Linked DNA regions of Mus musculus: all the other regions are linked to region 2. A link is a contact called in public HiChIP or PLAC-seq data. All regions are on one chromosome and are shown on one strand. The core of a region is the stretch at or near the end of the contact, and the rest is flanking DNA. Distances in the headings are between cores, read along the strand shown.

Region 1 (4,016 bases), core at 880-3,379, 500 kb after region 2:
AACTTGAAGATTGTATGCTACATGCTGTCCTATAACTTTTACTATAGAGAAAAAATAGCAAACAACTTCTTGCTTATTAAGTGAAAGCCTGGGTAAAAAATTAACAAATGGTATCCTTAAGACTCAAAGTTTTGAACTCTGAAAAATGTGACATTGTATGAACTCACTTTTTGAAAGAATGATGGAAGTGGAGTGGGGCTGAAGCCAGGACAAAACCACAAGAGAGCGAGCACTGCTCTTCCACTCAACAGAACACTTTGAGCTCTAACTATGCTGGATCACTTTTAGTTGCCAATATTTACCTGTTCTGCCAGACAGAAACAATGATTTCCTTATATTTCAACCTAATTTATTATAATTGAATGCATGAAATGATGGCATCTTAGTTTGTTCAGGAAAAGAAAAATCAAAGAGTTTAAGGGCCAGTACTGCTTAACATAAACCTGACTCATGAATCATGCTCATTGCATACTACATGAGGATCCTTATGTTCTACACACATACATACATACATACATACATACACACACACACAGAGTGTATATTATACTAGTATTCGATTATTTCTCCTAAATTTCTGATTTAGATAGCAAGAACTTTGACAATTTTTTATTCTTTGCATGCATAGATAAATAAGTGAAACATTGGATGAATATTTCTTTCACTGTAAATATTGATCAGTAAAAATCTGGGAAGTATTCTTAAACACTCTTCATGCAGTATGATAGCGTTGTAAAGTCTTCACACCTATGTTTCAACTCTATTCTCTATACAGTCCCTATACTAGTATAGTTGTAAATCACTAAAATGAGTTGCCTGTAGGGGTATCCAAAAATAGGAGATTTTTGAAAGGTATGCTGTCATTACAATTTCTCATTTCATGTTAATTTGAGTGGTACACCAAGCAAGACCTTCACAGCTAATCTGCAGCATAAATGATCTATTAGAATTCTTTATCACCTTCAAGATGTTTGGAGAAAGCTTAACTGCAAAATATCATTGTGAAATAAAATTCATAATCATATTATTATATTTTCTTTCTGGTACACTTAAATCACTGGGGAAGAGTTATCAGTTACCACTGTTAACTTCGTAACATGTCCTGAAATATTTGACTATCTATAATACAAGAAAATGAAGGGATCAAGTCCCCTATTCATTCCAAGTACAGTAAGTGGTGAAACAATTTTAAGAGAGAAAAAAAAACTATTTTAAGGCAGCAGGATCCAAATTTTCTGAAAGCTTGTATATCAGAAAGATCCCTAGTCTTTTTAAATCCTGAAACTGTTGTCACCACTGTTAAGATTTTTTTTTTCTTCCTTCCTTTGTTTTTTAAGTGAAATGTTGTCCTAGCGCGGGATTAAAATGGATGAAGAAAGGGAAAGAACTGGGAACAAAACAAAATCTGAAGCCATGGCTAAGGCACCAGGATAAAGTGAAGATAAGGAAGCAAAGCTGGCTTTTCCCTAGACCGTCCTCGTGAATAAACCATTAATGTTGAAGCTATTGTCCCTGCTGTAGAGCTCGCCAGGGACACTTCCTTGGGAGATGCTCCGGCATCTCTCCGAGCAAGGTGCGGTAGAAATGGAAGGAATGGACCTACGACTGTCCAAGGTGTGTGTCCAGAGCTCGCTGGAGGCAGGGCAGGTCCTGAGGGGTCAGCAAGAGCTGGCGACCCGGGCGTCGCGAACCTTAACCAAGAATACACTTTGCAAAGATAAGACTCGACCAGAGACACCTAGTGCCCACAGGAAACTCAGGGGTCCAGAAAGGACCCGACATGGTAGTTAGGCCTTGCAGAAGTGAGGACGCGGGGGCTCCAACCCCGCGGTGAAGTCGAGCACCGTGCCCGGCGGGCAGCCCGCGGCCACCGCTCCCGTAAGGGGCCGCCAGCTCCGCCCCGGGTGTCGGCGAGCGCGGGGACCTCGCTGCAGAGCCGGCCGGCCGGCCGCACTTGCCCCCAGACTCCAGGCCCCGGTCGCTCGGGCCCGCTGGAGCCCCGCGGTCGCATCCCCCTCGCGTCTCACCTTCCAGTCCGTCCATGACGCGCCGCCTCAGGCTCCGCAGGCAGCACCCGCCGCCGCCCAGTTCCTGCTGTAGCAACACGGCCGCACCTCCCACACTCTAACATCCCGGCCTCCTATTGGTCCGCGCGGGTGGGGGCGGGGTGACAGGGGCGGAGCTACTAAGGGCGGGGCTGCGCCTTCTGCCACCTCCCGAGGGACTCTCCTTCCACCAAGGTTTTTCCAACCACCCTCCCTGGAAACCGCAGCTACTTTTGTTGGCAATCCGAGATCCTTACACGCCTTTGTTCCACTTCAGCCACATTTAGGCTCACACCTTGTTTTCCAGCTTAGAATGCCTCCGCATCTCGGAGCTCCTCATCTCCAGTCAGTAAGAGAATGTCTTTTTAACAGGTCCCTCTGAGCTCTTGTAACAAGATAAGGGGGCCTTGGTCCAGCACCATCCCGTGTTCACTGCCCTTTTAAATCAAGCAACATCCTCTAGCCTTGTTCTTCAGACACAGCTCTATGGGCTAAGACATTGTTTCCTAGGTAAGTCATATTTTCTGTATGGGACTGTGGAACTGAGATTGCGCCAAACTTCTGAAACAGTTTTCTAACTATAAAAAGTTAGGCCCGAAATTAGAAATGAAACTTCCCCGTTGCACAATCTTTCCCTGGCCAGCACTATGCTTGCCCTCAACTGCAGTTCTGCATCTCATCAAGGCTGTACTGTACTGAGCGCTTTAAACTGGGAAGCTAACCTATCAAGGCACAAAGGTGTCTTTCTGTCAGAGTCAAAATGGAATCCAACCACTCAAACGGTTTTGCTTCACAGTCTAACACATTTTACCCTTACTAAAACTCTTCGAAAATTTTACTTAGCAAGAATAAACCAATCATATTGTTTACTGATTCTGGGGTGTCCATTACTAAGTTATCAATATATTTTGTTCGTAACAAGTCTTACACTGTTTTCTTGTTGAGCAGTTTAATTCAAAAGTTGTCTTAATTCTGTATACACTTAAATATGTCAGTAACTCTCTGATTTTGTTTAAACAAGCAAACGCCAAGAGGTCTTATCTGTGAGAAGACGCTCACAGTGGGTGTGAAGACCGTAGAGTCCGAGTCTGGTACAGAATAGTATAAGAAACTTCCATTCTGCAATTATCTCATGAGTCCTTTCCTTGTTCTGCTCTGGGCTTCCCTGACTTCTGAGTTTCTGGGACCTCCATGCAGGCAACCAACCTAGTTACCCTATATTGGTGTAGAGAGCCCCGCCACCACCAGTCCCCTGGCCATGCTTCTAAGACAAAATCAGATGAGGTTGAGGACAGCTTTCATAAGAATGCCCAAAAAAATAAAAAGAACACAAAAAGAATTATCAAAATAAAGAAGACATTTACTTTGCATATTGCAAGTTTAGACAAATATTAGGATGATGGACACAAGCCTTATTAGCCATAAAATCTACAGTAACATCAATAACAATAATAAAAATAGCAACAATAACAAAAGTACCTTAAGAGGCCCTGCCATCTAGAAGCCTTACAGGTGTGGCTGCTATATCACATGTCTGCCAGTAGATGGCAGAGAGGAGAGAAGCTATGTCTAGTTCAGTGTTCTGACCCATGAATAATTTACCTCACATTTCTGGAAAAAGGCCTGTCAGAAAAGCTACCAGTCTGGCATGAGGGGCCTGTCGGGGGCAGGGGTGGGGGGATGGGGAAGCATACAGTGTCCAGGGCTGAGATGACCATCAGAATGGTGCCATGGGGTCTGGGCAGAGAGGTATCCTGAGATGATTGCCAGTGGAGGGCTATGCAGGCCTAAGGGGATAGGCCATGCCTGACAGGACCCCTGACTAGCACCATAACGCATGAACAGGGCATTGTACTCCTGAGACAACCCCAGACATTCAGAGACCCTAGGTGCTAGTAAGAGGAGCAAGTAAGCGGTAGAGAATTGGAAGACAAAGAGAAACAGAAGGGTATGGGCACACGAGGAGAGGCA
Region 2 (4,051 bases), core at 929-3,428:
ATTGATAAAAGTGTTTTCAAGGGTGCATGGATAATAAATAAATAAACCCAGGCCTTTGATCTCAATAGTTGGGAGACACAGACAGAGACAGATAGGTTCCTTGTGAGTTTGAGGCCAGACTAATCTGCAGATCAAATCCAAATCAGCCCAGGCTGCACAGAGAAACCCTGTCTCAATAAAACTAACCCTGACTGATCCTACCTCAATTGCATCAAAGCTGTTTCCTCTAAAGACGTCTTACAGGATAGCTTCGGAACAGCTAGCTCCCTTGGTCCAGTCTCTCAGATTGTTCCAGTCAGGATTTTGTTTAAGGCCCTACTTTCTCAGCATACAGAGATTGGAGAAAAAATGCTACACCTAGCTTTCTTAAGAATAACCATTTTTTTCTAACATTCTTGGGTACCCAAAAATGAATTCTTTGCTAAATTCAGAATGAAGCTAGTATAAAAAGTCTGTCAACCAGTCCCTTAAGTTGGGATGTATGGTTTTGGCTTTATAAATTGTAGATTTTATAAATTTATAAATTGTATTGTTTTATAAATTATAGATCTGTTGTGATTTTAAAGGATTATTACAAATAATTGTGGTCTTAAGTAGGGAAGAAAATAATTTGAGAGGTTAGATCCAGGAATTTCTAAGTTTCCTTTTCTTTTCCCTATCTTTCTTTCTTCCTTAGGTAAAGGAAAGGGGGTCGAGAAGGAAAAGGGGGAATATAGAAATATTACAAGAGATGAAAAAAATACGGGCCAATTATTGAATCTACTCTTAAACTAAATAATATATCATAGTCATAATCTTACATTGATAAAGACCTTTATATCTTTATATTTTAATGCAAAATTGAGGTTCTATTTTGTTACATGGGTATAGAATTTTGTATATTGATACAAAGAGGTTATTTTGATACATTGGTATGAGTTATTGTATATTGATACAAATTTAATATTAATTTTGATATACATAACATATTTATGTTTTAACATTTGGCATATTATGCCTATAGAATTCTTTAAAATGCATCATAAAGTTCTCATCCTTTAAAAAACTGCTATTACAAAGTACTAGAGATGATAAAAATGAAAGTTATGAACTAAAAGGAATGGTTAAGAAATGCATGTTAGTAGTTGGTCAAACTCATGGTCATATTAGGTACTAGAGTTGTTCATTACAATAAAATGTTTTCACATATTTCAGATAGTAAACATCTAAGAATAAACAATGTTTGGCTACTCAAATATCCTATGGACAAATAGTTAGACGTCAAGAACCTAAAAGATCCAAAGAATATGGCATTTACATTTATTTTATTATCAGAAGATTCTGACTATGTGTAGATGTGCTCCTGATAGTACCCTATTCCACTTCAAAGACGATGATGAGCATCAGTTACCTCAATATGGAGTTGCTTCAGTTGTACCAAGTTAGCCACTTGGCAAAGAAAATGCCCATGCTTTAACTACAGACAAATCTGTTTAGAAAAGACAAGAGGACACAGGGGAGTTGAGTGCGAAGCTCTTCATAGTCAGGATAAGCAAGTCCTTCAGAATCCCAGCTTCAGCAATAGTCTGTCAGATATCTGAGCAAGAAAGCTGAAGACGGATGCTCCAATGTTAATAGAGATAATATTGAGTACAGTCCAGAAAGTCAGTAGTCTCTGTTATTTCTATAAAACTTGCGAACTATCTATGACCCTACATTTGCTGCATACTCAGGTAATATTTATTCCTTCTAGGGCCTCTCATGGGATGAAGTGCTATGCACACTCCAGTGAAGTCTGCTTGGTAGGCCGAGAGGCTTGGAAGCACTCACGAAGCAAGGAGTGTCAAGGAAACCCAATCTCCTAGAACCAGGCATTCTCATAACCGATATACTCATACTCTATCCCCATGTTAGTCTGGTGTATGGATTCACGTGTTCTCTTTTAGTATTATTTTATTATAAGGGCCTTAAAGATTGAATACTGACAAAGCTAAGCCTTCGCCAGTGTTCCAACATCCTAGAAAATCCTTGAAGCTGACAAACTTGTAATTCAGTAGGAATTCAGTAAGAATGTTGCCTATTCAGTAATATTCAAATTTACTTCTAGTAGAGATGGTGAAACTAATTAGGCATTACAAAGAACGGAACTAGAATAGCTCAAGGTTAGTCTGCAGAGTGATTACTCAGGACAGTCACCAGTCTTACCCAAACAAGGGAATACACAATGGCCTAGCTAATAGGCGGGTTTACCACATAAGAGTTAGGGAATCCTACTGAGACAGGAACCTTCACTACAGCCAGGTATAGCAGACTATATTGCATATTAGAAGTAAGTTGGTGAATTCCTCCGACAAATGGAGATTCTCCACAGATACTTGAAATAACAGCCAAGTTACACTCATACAAGAATCTATCAAGGCCTAGGAAACAGGGGGGTTGTGTTATTGCATTATCCATGAGAAGGTCTGCTAGAGCAGAACCCCCTGGTGCTAGCTTTCACAAGGCTCAAAGGAGTAGCACAATTTGTGACTAGGGTGTGAAATCCTTACCCTACGCAGGGCTGTTTTATCTTTACTGTAAATATTACCTGGTTCCTGTAAGTCCTTTTGAAGTCATTCCTTTGTTTTGTGTCAGGTAACTTCAATGTACTTTGTCTGCTGTGACATCCTACCACTTTGTTTTCTGTATTATATAAGACTGGTGTTCATTTTGTGACAATACATTCAGATTCTACACAATCTCTCAAGTGATTCAGTCTGTCATTCATTTGCCAACTCCTTGTCCACCTGCAACCAGAGACCAATTCTACACAGACAGGGATCAAAAGGGTCTGTGGCAATGAAGACTAGATCATCAGAGTTTTAATATAAGCTTAAGTTGTTTAGGACTTCAGATGATGCACTATCTCTAAAAAGAGGATCTGCCCAATCCTGTAGAGACTTGATGCCCCAGGGAAGGGGAATGCTTAAGGGGGTGAGGTGGAGGTCAGTGGGTGTGGGGGAGAGCACCCTCAAAGAAATTAAGAGGAGGTTAGATGGGGTGAAGAACTCAGGGAGGGGGAACCTGGAAGGGGAGCAACATTTGGAATGTAAATACATACAATAATTTAAGGCCATCTTCTGCCTGAACCTGGCAGAGTCTGCCAAGAACCCCAGAGGACTCTCCATGCCTCAGGACCTCAGGATCACCTTGGGAATCACAGGTGAGAGGAACATCAGCTCCAAAGCATCACGGAGGATCTTATGCAAGCAGGAACAGGGAAAAAGGAACCCCACCAAGAGGCTGGTATGCATTCTGGTAGGGGCCAGCCCTGCCATCTTCTGTGTGAACACGGCCAAGGGCATCGAGGGCCCCAGAGAACTGTCCATACTGCAGAACCCCTAGAACACCCAAGACCTCATGATCACTGGAGAGCACATAGGTGACAGAAGCGACAGAGCTTCTTGGACAGGGCCCCTTCAACCTTTCATCCTCAGCTAGAAGGTGGAGCTGAGACCCAGACACTTGGGCACCTTCCTTGCCATAGGAGAGTCAGCCTACAGGGAGGGCTCTGACCCCAGGACTCAGGAGGTAGAGAAGAGCTCCAGACTTCTGGACACCTGCCCTGCAAGACAAGAGCTTGCCTAGAGAGAGTGCTCTGACCATTGGGACTCAGGAGAGATTTGGATTCAGAAGAGTTCTGACAGAGGCTAACAGAATCACAGGAGGATCAAGCTCCAGCCAGAGAGAGCTAGAACATTAACACCAGAGATTACCAGATGGTGAAAGGCAAACATAAGAATCTTACTAACAGAAACCAAGAACACTGGGCATCATCAGAACCAAGTACGCCCACCACTGTGAGTCCTGGATACCGCAACATACCCGAAAAGCAAGACGCAGATTTAAAATCATATCTCATGATGGTGGTAGAAGATTTTAAGAAGGGCATTAATAACTCAATAAATACAGGAGAACACTGCTAAACAGTAGAAGCCCTTAAAGAATTACAGGAAAACACTGCTAAACGGGTAGAATACTTTAAAGAGGAAACAGAAAATCTCATAAAGAACTACAGGAAAACACAACCAAA
Region 3 (4,478 bases), core at 1,836-4,335, 390 kb after region 2:
TTTTAAACGGCACACCCATTTCCCCTTCAATATACAATCACCTTAAAAGCATGGATTGCTACCCATCGTGAACACGCATAGTTAATTCAGCAACTGAATTTGTGAAGCTCAAGGCAAAGTGAAGAGTTCCTTTGTCCAAATGTAATTTAAAATGTTCCTGTCCATAAGAGTAGACCAAGAATGGATCTCTCAAACCACAGAACCCAGACAACTATACACCTAACATATCTACAGTGTTTGTGTGTCTGTGTGTGTGTGTGTGTGTGTGTGTGTATTTCCTATTTTGATATTTTTGTCTAGAAGGATAGGAACTTTAGAAAATATAGCACACTAGAATTTAGATCTCATAGTGCATTGACAGACAGGCAGACAGATAATTGTTATATTTAATCAGGTAAAATGAGTATAGATAATTAATCAAGAAAGTAAGTTTTCATCATGGATGTTGGTATATGCATAGTGCCTCCATAGCCAAGAGGTTTTAATAGAGAGTGCCAGTTCAAAGCAGGCCTGCACAACAGAGAGAGAAATAATTAACTATATTGACTAATAGTTGTAAAGTGTGGAAACTTAAGAAACATTGCTTATTATTAAAAATTTTTCTGCCCTAAGTCAGCATCCTATAATGTATTTCAGTATTTCTTGTTATACAGTGTTAATAATTTTGTAATTATTTCTTCACTTTTTCGTCCTCCTCCCCCTTTCTCCTCTTCCTCTATCACCCCTCCCCTTCTCTTCTTCCTCATCCCCTACCCCTTCCTCTCCTCCTCTTCCTCCCTCACCTCCCTCCCCTCTTCCTACTATTACTGCTACCACTACTACCAGTACCACTACCACTATTGCTCCTCCTCCTCCTCCTCCTCTTCCTCCTCCTCCTCCTCCTCCTCCACTTCTGGCTTCTTTTTTATGATACTGGAGATGGAATCTAGGGGGTTCATGAAAATTAAGCAAGCTCCCAGCCTTTGAGCTATGTCACCAGTCCTGTTTTATTTTGTTACTTTTAAAGACATGGTTTCACTCATTAAACAAATCAGGAACTGAACTTTTAATTCTCCCTGCCTCTGGTTGAGCAGCTAGGGTTACAGGTACCAGGCCTCACATATTATTTCATTTATTTAATTATCAACATTCTAAAAATTCATGAAATATCCACCCCTGTCAATCTGTATGTTCAATTTGTATTTAAAAAGCAATAGCTGATTTAAAGAGCTGGGCTGTTTTTTTCAAAAGGACACTAATTTTCTTAGAATTCTCTCATAATACAATGTAGTTCAAAGGTGTCCATTTTTATCTAACCTTTGAAATTCCAAATGCTTTCTAAATATTCTTTTCAGAAGACATTCTTAACACTGAGGGTCAGAGTCCTGTAAAATACATTTACTTCTCCTTTCCTGGAACTTTAGATACTTTCGCCTCATTTTACTCCAATGTTGCCTATGCACAAGCCTTTCTGGTGATTGTACTAGGAAGGAAGACAGACTTCCCCTCTCGCACTCTTTTGATGGATGTTCTTTGACTCTCCTCTGAAAAGCCCAACAACAGGTGGGGGGAAAAAAGCATAGAATGTGAGCAGTTGTACACCTACGTGTACCCTATGGTCAGGGAGTTTAATACAGCCGCCACAAACCTAGACATGTTTATAGAGTTAGTCTTTAACCACCCCTGCAGCCTCATCTCTGTCTACTGCTTTTCTCCACATCTGAGTTCCAATGACATTTTTGGAAATGTGTGCCTGAGAGGCTCAGTTTCCTGATTTCATTTGCCAGCAATTCCCTGTTTTCTTTCTCTTTCCTCTCTTTCCTTTTTTTTTTTTTTTTTTTTTTTTTTTTGGTGGACATTTTTCCATGTTCCATCGTTGAAATGCTTTCTCACCACAGTAGCTCTCTTCCATCCTGTCATACTGCAACGCTGGAGCCTAATCCTATTCTAGATAGCCCTTCTCTGTGGATGGGAGCTGTCTGGAGACCAGGGCTGCAGTGAAGATAACAAGTACTGTCAAATCTCCTGATGCTTTGAGCAGGATGACAACAAGAGAGACAACAGAGAGGTGTTTAAACAGCCCTGCAGGCACCGGGTAGGATTTATTTTGGAAGTGCACTAAGACAACAGGTTTTACATTGAATGTGGAAAGTGAGAGTCCCTGCAGAGTCCACAGGCCAGTGCCCAGTTAGAACTCCTATGGTCCACACTCTAAATGCACAAACAGTACCTCTCTGCCTCTTTTCACTGTTAACAGACAGAATCTGAAGCTCGTGTCCTGATGTCCGATTAGGAACCGCCAGCTCCAGACCCCTTTCTGAGGTTCCCCAGAGCGTTAAGAGCACACCCACCACCCTAGGGCGTCTTCTTAGTCTACTGTATCCTCCATTATTTACAAGGTTCTCTTCCACAAGAGATTCCAAGCAGACTCTTTGAAGCCAGCCTGCAGGTGTTTTTTATCCAAATTCAGCCACGTGAACTTAGCTCTGTTACTTAAGGAAGCCTCTGTTCCCATGTGTATCTTTCAACTGCAGATAAGAAAACAGATTGCCTCGGCAGAAAACTCCAGATGCCAAAATACATGTAAATTCCTGACCAAGAGTCCTGGCATAGAGCAAATACTAGATATATGAGAGATATGGTCCTGATCTCAGATCTCTCTTGTTACTGGTTTGCACAACCTGCCTTCACCTAAGCAGTGTTTCTCCTGATTATAAGAAACAACACTAAATCAGGAATCCCCTCGGTAATTCAGGCCTATTATTAAAACAAAACAAAACACTTTAATGAAACAATCACAATGGTGATTAGCTATGTCAGGAGATAACTGTGGGAGATAGTTACTATGCAGAACTTCTATGTGCCCCCAACTAATACGAGTTTTGGTTTTCTGAAGCTACCACTTACATACTAGACTGGATGGACTCACAAGAATTATTTGTTCTTAAAGTCCTACCTGAGCAGGTGCATTGCACAGATGACAGGGAGGAAAAAAAAAAAAAAAACAAACTAGAGAACCTAGAGGGGCAGAGGGCGTGACCCTCTTAATCATCCTTCACTTCCTTTTTTTTTTTTTTTTTTTTAAGATGACTTACATCGGCGGCAGCAGAAGCAGCGACGCCTCCTCAGTGGAACTGACTTGCAATAGCGAGCTTTCTCTGCTGCACATTTGTGGCTTCTGTGGACATATTAGTAACCAGCGGTTTTAGCTCCCAGTCTCACAGAGTTGCCAGAGAGGTTAGAAGTCATTTGAAAAGCCTATTAGCCGAATCTTTCTGATCCAGAAGGCCAGCTGGCTTCTCCTGAGCTACTTTCAATTCGCAGCAACCACTGATCCTGGTCCAGGTGACTGGGGAAGACGCTGAGGGTATAAACCCAAACATTGAACCTGAAGACCCAGCGCAAAGTAGAAACTGAAAGTACCCTGCTTAGTCTGCCGGCAGATCCTACGGAAGTTATGGCAAAGCCAGAGCGCCTGGGTGGCCGGTGATGCATGCGGCCCCTCTTGGGATGGATGGACCAGGCGTGGCGTGGGTGAGAGGAGTCAGCTGCCTGAACTGCCCTGCCCAGCACCGGTTTGCGGCCACCCGGTGGATGACCGGGGTCCTGGGAGTGATTATGGGTGGTGAGAGCCGGCTCCTGCTGCAGTCCCAGTCATCATGACTACACCCACCTCCCGCAGACCATGTTCCATGGTAAGCGCTGCTCTCTGGTGCGCACAAGTAGGTGCGCCTAGCGCGCCGGGGACTCTGGGACAGTCCGGGAGGTGCCACCCGCCCCCGCGCCTCCGCACGTCCGGGAATAGCCCGGCCTTGCACTTTGGACAGGCTGAGAGCTTGGCCTCTCCCATGGTCAGCCACTACCCGCGCTGAGCTCGGTTGCCCAGAACCATTGGCACCTGGGCGTACAACCCTGGCGGGCGGGGAGGAACAGTTCCCGAGGCGGTTTTCAGATCCCCAGACCCAGAGCTTCAGTGCGGGAGCCGCGACGCGGTGGCCCCCTGCAGTCAAGACTCAGTAGTCAGTGGTTTTCAGCCACTTTGTCCCTAGCCAGTACCTCTTCAATGCAGCCCTTCCTGGCTTCCTGGCTGTGCAGTTACTCACAGGCTGCCTGGGTTCAGGGCGTTGCTGGGCTCTCGCAGCTCAGAACTTCATGGAGAATGAAAGAGTCGCTCCCAGGATGCGCTTTTAAACCCTAAAGGACAGATCATTGGAAAACCCCCTCTTCTCCCCGCAGTAAGTCTGGGAGTTTCCGATCCAGGCTGTAAGTTGACTTGTTTGCTGGGAACCCAAGTCCTGCGGCTGAGATTGCAAAAGGCCAGATTTTATTTTCCTTCTATATATTTGCTACTTAAGGGAGGCAGAACTTTAAGTACCCATGAGTACAAATTCTTAGCTCCCTGATCAAATCTAATAGGCTTGCATTAGTTTTAAATAAGTAAGGATTTAAAGTGGACAAGAACAGAATTGACAGAGGCTGGAATCCATTTGTAGCTAGAA
Region 4 (4,630 bases), core at 346-2,845, 420 kb after region 2:
GAAAAGCCAGATTACGGATGCTCCCTGTGCACTGTCACTCAATGCTGAGTTTAAATTTCTCCTCTCTAGGTATGTGACAAGATACATTGCTTTTCTTTCTTTCTTTCTTTCTTTCTTTCTTTCTTTCTTTCTTTCTTTCTTTCTTTCTTTCTTTCTTTCTTCCTTCCTTCCTTCCTTCCTTCCCTCCCTCCTTCCCTCCCTCCCTCCCTCCCCCTCTCTCTCTCTCTCTGTCTCTCTCTCTCTCCCTCTCTCTCTCTTTCTTTTTTGAACCAACACGTTTCTAGTAATTGCCTAGAGCAGTCATGAGAAGTGGATTCATTCTCCCATAAAGTGGAGGCATTGCTAAGTAATATCTGAACAATATCTAATCAACTTTAGCATTCATTTATAAAGTCAGAAGTACTATTTGTTGATTCCAACAAATGTGAATAAATTAATAATAAATGAACAAAGCATAAGTAAAGTAGAAAAATTGGAAAAAGAATGATTAGGCCCAAAGAGAAGGCTTACTGGGTAGAGGTACTTATGTGGAGGCCTGCAGACACAAATTCAGTCCCTGGGTCTCACAAGGAGACAGAAGAAAACTCTCAAATGGTGTCCTCTATTTTCCACACATGTGCTAGTGTAAGCACACACCTGTACTCTTCTACATGCATGTACTAAATAGATTTTACCTATAAAACCAGTCAAAAATGCTAACATTTTTTCTTATTCTCCCTAAGAAACTAACAGAAAATGAGCCTAGATTAATATCAGAGAAGAAAATATGGAAAAATTGTGAGGTCTTTGCATTTTCAGGGAAAAATAAAGACTGAAATATAAACTTGTCATTAGTGCCTTGATAAGTAAGCATATGTAAGATTTTGTAGAAAACACACATAAAGCAAAAAATTAGAGGATAAATACACTTAAAAAGTGATGAAGGTATAGAGGTATAACTGATACAGTTGTTTGGAAGACCTTGGAACTTTGGACAAGAAAAGTTGGTTAAATAATAAGTGGGGCATAATGGGCCTAGGTCATAAAAGCATGAAAAATAGTGCTGAGGACAATTTGGACTACATAGGCACTGGTGAAAAGAAGAGTATCAACTGGATTAGAGTGCACTCTCCCTATACTTTGGCAGAGAATGTGGCTACTTTCTGCCAACAAATCCACCTGTGGTAAAATGGAATTTTCTACTAATATCATTGGCAGAGGAGACTTCAAGACAGCCTAATATTAATTGTGCCAAGTAGTGATTTTATTCATTCTTATGCACATCTACAGTGAAGAGAAACAAACAAGACAAAGAGAAATTCAAAATGTAAAGTTTGGGGAGAAAAAGAGAAGCAAGACATTTGGTACTGGAGCTTATTCATGGAAGAAGCTTAAAGGCCTGATGCTGGATAGAAAAAAGGGAGTAGAAACCTCTGGGCAAGACCCCAATAACCTAATCCTGTGACCAAGGAAAACAAAGACCTGAAAGTTTTCTTTGTCCTAAACAACAATGGAAAGCTTATGCAAATGTAATTCAAGGAGGGGACAGGTTCCAGCTCCAGCAGGCAGGAGAAGTTGGCAGCTTCAGCTATGTAGCTTTGGCTTTAGAATTAAGTGGGACACAGGAAAGGTATTGTGGAATGTTCCACGGTTTAGGAAAGCTATTACTAAAGTAAAGGTTCATGGCAGTAGGTCTTTGCAGGAAAGTCCAGGAAAGCCATTGTGTAAAGCTGTGAATGTAAAGGATGGATTGTGATGGAGATCTACCAGTGCTGGAAAAGTCACAGTATGTTGTATCTGCCAAGGAGAGAAGCTCCAGGCAGGATGTGGAACCAGCCCAAGATTGTTAAGTGTGTTTCTATCAGCAAATCTGGGAAGTGTGGGAGATATGAAGAGCTATCTACTCAGCCCTTTGACATTAGGAGTTTGTCCTACTGGATTTCAGCCTTGCTTTGGTCCAGTGCTTCATTAATAAGTTCCTGCTCCTCCCCTTTGAAATGGTAATGTATATTCTGTACCACTGTATGTTGGAAGTATGTGGTCAGCATTTTGCTTTTTGTTTTTATGGGGTTTTACAATTAAGAAATAGGCTTAAGTCTCAAGGACACTCAGGACTTTGGTATTGTAAGCTGTCTTGAAAATAAAAGACTATGGAGACTTTTGAAGTTGGCTGATGCATTTTACATTCTGATATGACTAGAAGCCTATGGGGGCCAGGGAGCTGAATGTAGTAGTTTGAATGAGAATGGCCCCATGGTCTCATGTATTTTAATGTTTAGTTCCAAGCTGATAAAATTGTTTGGGAAGGATTAGGTGTGGCTTTGTTGCAGAGATGTGTCACTGAGGGAAACTTAAGAGTTCAAAAGCCCATTCTAGGCCCAGTCTCTGCCTTTGTCTGTGGATCTTAGTTAACATTCTACTGCCATGCCTGAGTGCTTCCTGCCATGATAATCATGGACTATATCTCTAAAACTGTAAGCAAGCCCCCAGTTAAATAATTTCTTAGAGTTACCTTGATCTGGTGTCTCTTCACAGCAATAGATCAACAATTAACACAAGAAAGTTAAGTATGTAATAGAAAACAAACAAACAAACAAACTGCAAGGTGCAACCTAATGAAATTGAGACCTTTTCTAGGAGCAATTCACATCATAGATCATAGTGATTTGGACTTTTATATTGTGGGTTTTCCATATTTATAATAAACTGGAAATATGTTTACATGAACCAACATGCCTGTAGGAATCTATTATTTTGACATGTGTTAAATCAAGAAGTTGTTTTCTTCTGTTATGAATTCATATTCTGGGCTGCTATTGATAGGTTTGCTTCAGAAGGCAGCCGTGACATCTTACATGTTCATGTCAAAGGGACACTATCATCATACTGAAAATTAAGTTTTCATCAAATACTTGGCAAACATGCAGAAAAGCTTAACACTCTCTTTTGTAGGCATATGAAATCATATTAGTTTACCACAGCAATAGCCTAACCAACATCAATTTTCAAATATTGTTATGAAATTTGTTAGAACACTCTAAGAATTTAATTCAGTGACATATTTCATATGAGACTTGTAGGTTTAATAAAAAATGTATGTATAATTTGATGTCATCCTGGGGATTAAATAAAACTTGATAGAAAAATGACTTAGTAGATAACTGTTCATTACTTTTAGTTGTAAGGTGGTAGCTTTAGAAAATATATGTCTTGCTCCTGTGATGATTCCAGTATGCCTTCAGTGACTGGTACAGACAAATTTCCAATACTTCTCAATGCTATTACATGATCATATTTAGAGGATGCAGGGACACATCTGCCAAATGCCAGATAAAACCATAAAACCAGGTTGCTGTTTTCTTAAGTTAGTTTCAATATAGGGTTTTGTAGAAATCTTTGACAACGGTCATCAATAAGTGTTGAATTTTAAACAATTATGTATTCAGGCACTACTTCCTACAGGTAAAACAGCAAATGCATACCTTTTAAAGTCAGGAAACCTCTCCTCTTTGCATGAACAATATAAACAATATAAACAATGCACAATGCACACTCCCCTAAGTGGAAAATAGATGAAGATCAGAAGCACTTACTAATCTTCTAATCTTGACCTTGCTTTACTTACTGTTTTGACAATATTATCCATACTGAAATCTTTAAGAAGCTTCAATAACCTGGAATCACCAGTCTACTGGACAGAACTAGTTCAGTTTGATCTTAAGAGATTCTGAATCTTATTTGAGATGATATTGTACATATTTGCTTATTTTTCCATGTAAAGAGAAACAATTCTTGATGCCAGTAAGTAGAATCAGGAAAATTGACTTTCATGAAACTGTTCATATTAGTATCAAATATTAGACTGGTGTGTGTGTGTGTGTGTGTGTGTGTGTGTGAGAGAGAGAGAGAGAGAGAGAGAGAGAGAGAGAGAGAGAGAGAGTCTATGCATTTAACTATATTGTTTTATATTATTACAGGACAAAATGACAGGAACTGATAGTAATTGCCCGAATAATGAACCAAACTTTTTTAGAAAACATGTATGTGATGATACAAAGGTAATGGTAATTTTTACTTTACTATGAGCTTGGTTTTATATACAATTGTGTTAGAGAATTAATTCCATAATCTTTTTATACTAATGACAGGATTATCATTTGCCTATTATATTGTACTGTTGTCTATTATATGTTAATTTTACAGACACCCTGTCTCCAGGAGATACAAATTACATAATAATTTGTTGTCCTTATTTCTTGTTGTTTACTTTGAAAATATTCAAAACACTGACTGTGAAGGCACAAGTGTCTCTTTCCCCCTAAACCTTTTATGAAGGAAAGTTCTTGTCAAAATGATTTCTCTCTCTCTCTCTCACACACACACACACACACACACACACACACACACACACACACAATTTAGTTTTAGGCAGTCTGATTTTTTTTTTTTTTTTGCTGAAGTTTATGCCAAAGTCAGCTATAGTTGGTCAATTACAATGGAAAAACATATCCACAAGTTCCAAATGTTTAGAAAGTTTCCCGAAAGAAGCAAGAGACGCTCTTTGACATTTGGTAGCTTTTCTAAAACTCACCCAGCTATTAACCTCACAGTATTACATAATCATAAATTCTTCTTATTAACTAATTTTCTA

The links. HiChIP or PLAC-seq counts read pairs in DNA pulled down with a chosen protein or histone mark.
Region 1: an H3K27ac HiChIP or PLAC-seq map of stem cell-derived epiblast-like cells shows a contact between it and region 2, with 13 times the contacts expected there. The contact joins the promoter of Zc2hc1a here to the enhancer-like site in region 2. A contact is called at or near these places in 3 of 39 promoter capture datasets (the 3T3-L1 cell line and liver), 1 of 484 Hi-C or Micro-C datasets (embryonic stem cells), 12 of 115 datasets of contacts at active chromatin or transcription factors (embryonic stem cells, epiblast stem cells, kidney and 2 more) and 1 of 9 other capture datasets (embryonic stem cells).
Region 3: an H3K27ac HiChIP or PLAC-seq map of embryonic stem cells shows a contact between it and region 2, with 8 times the contacts expected there. The contact joins the promoter of Il7 here to the enhancer-like site in region 2. A contact is called at or near these places in 6 of 39 promoter capture datasets (the 3T3-L1 cell line, hippocampal neurons, liver and 1 more), 13 of 115 datasets of contacts at active chromatin or transcription factors (bone marrow-derived dendritic cells, differentiating embryonic stem cells, embryonic stem cells and 4 more) and 1 of 9 other capture datasets (embryonic stem cells).
Region 4: an H3K27ac HiChIP or PLAC-seq map of embryonic stem cells shows a contact between it and region 2, with 11 times the contacts expected there. The contact joins two enhancer-like sites. A contact is called at or near these places in 1 of 484 Hi-C or Micro-C datasets (embryonic stem cells), 9 of 115 datasets of contacts at active chromatin or transcription factors (all in embryonic stem cells) and 1 of 9 other capture datasets (embryonic stem cells).

The regions. Positions count from the first base shown.
Region 1 is chr3:7,501,539-7,505,554 of GRCm38.p6, reverse strand. It overlaps Zc2hc1a (zinc finger, C2HC-type containing 1A), which reads right to left and starts at 2,129. Exons shown (of 9, transcript NM_173181.3): 1 at 2,028-2,129. The coding sequence starts at 2,043. It also overlaps the pseudogene Gm23592.
Region 2 is chr3:7,999,353-8,003,403 of GRCm38.p6, reverse strand. No RefSeq gene overlaps it. Among named protein-coding and RNA genes, the nearest start is that of 1700010I02Rik, 46 kb to the right of the region's middle. Within about 2 kb of position 2,178, at least 12 of the 459 cell types and tissues checked have an H3K27ac peak or open chromatin away from gene starts, as enhancers often do. A contact at or near this core is called in embryonic stem cells, epiblast stem cells and stem cell-derived epiblast-like cells, where this site is marked.
Region 3 is chr3:7,612,367-7,616,844 of GRCm38.p6, reverse strand. It overlaps Il7 (interleukin 7), which reads left to right and starts at 3,085. Exons shown (of 5, transcript NM_008371.5): 1 at 3,085-3,674. The coding sequence starts at 3,665. Gm16685 (predicted gene, 16685) reads right to left here and starts at 4,140. Exons shown (of 3, transcript NR_168341.1): 1 at 4,036-4,140.
Region 4 is chr3:7,576,581-7,581,210 of GRCm38.p6, reverse strand. Il7 (interleukin 7) reads left to right here. Exons shown (of 5, transcript NM_008371.5): 3 at 3,957-4,037. Among named protein-coding and RNA genes, the nearest start is that of Gm16685, 34 kb to the left of the region's middle. Within about 2 kb of position 1,595, at least 11 of the 459 cell types and tissues checked have an H3K27ac peak or open chromatin away from gene starts, as enhancers often do. A contact at or near this core is called in embryonic stem cells, where this site is marked.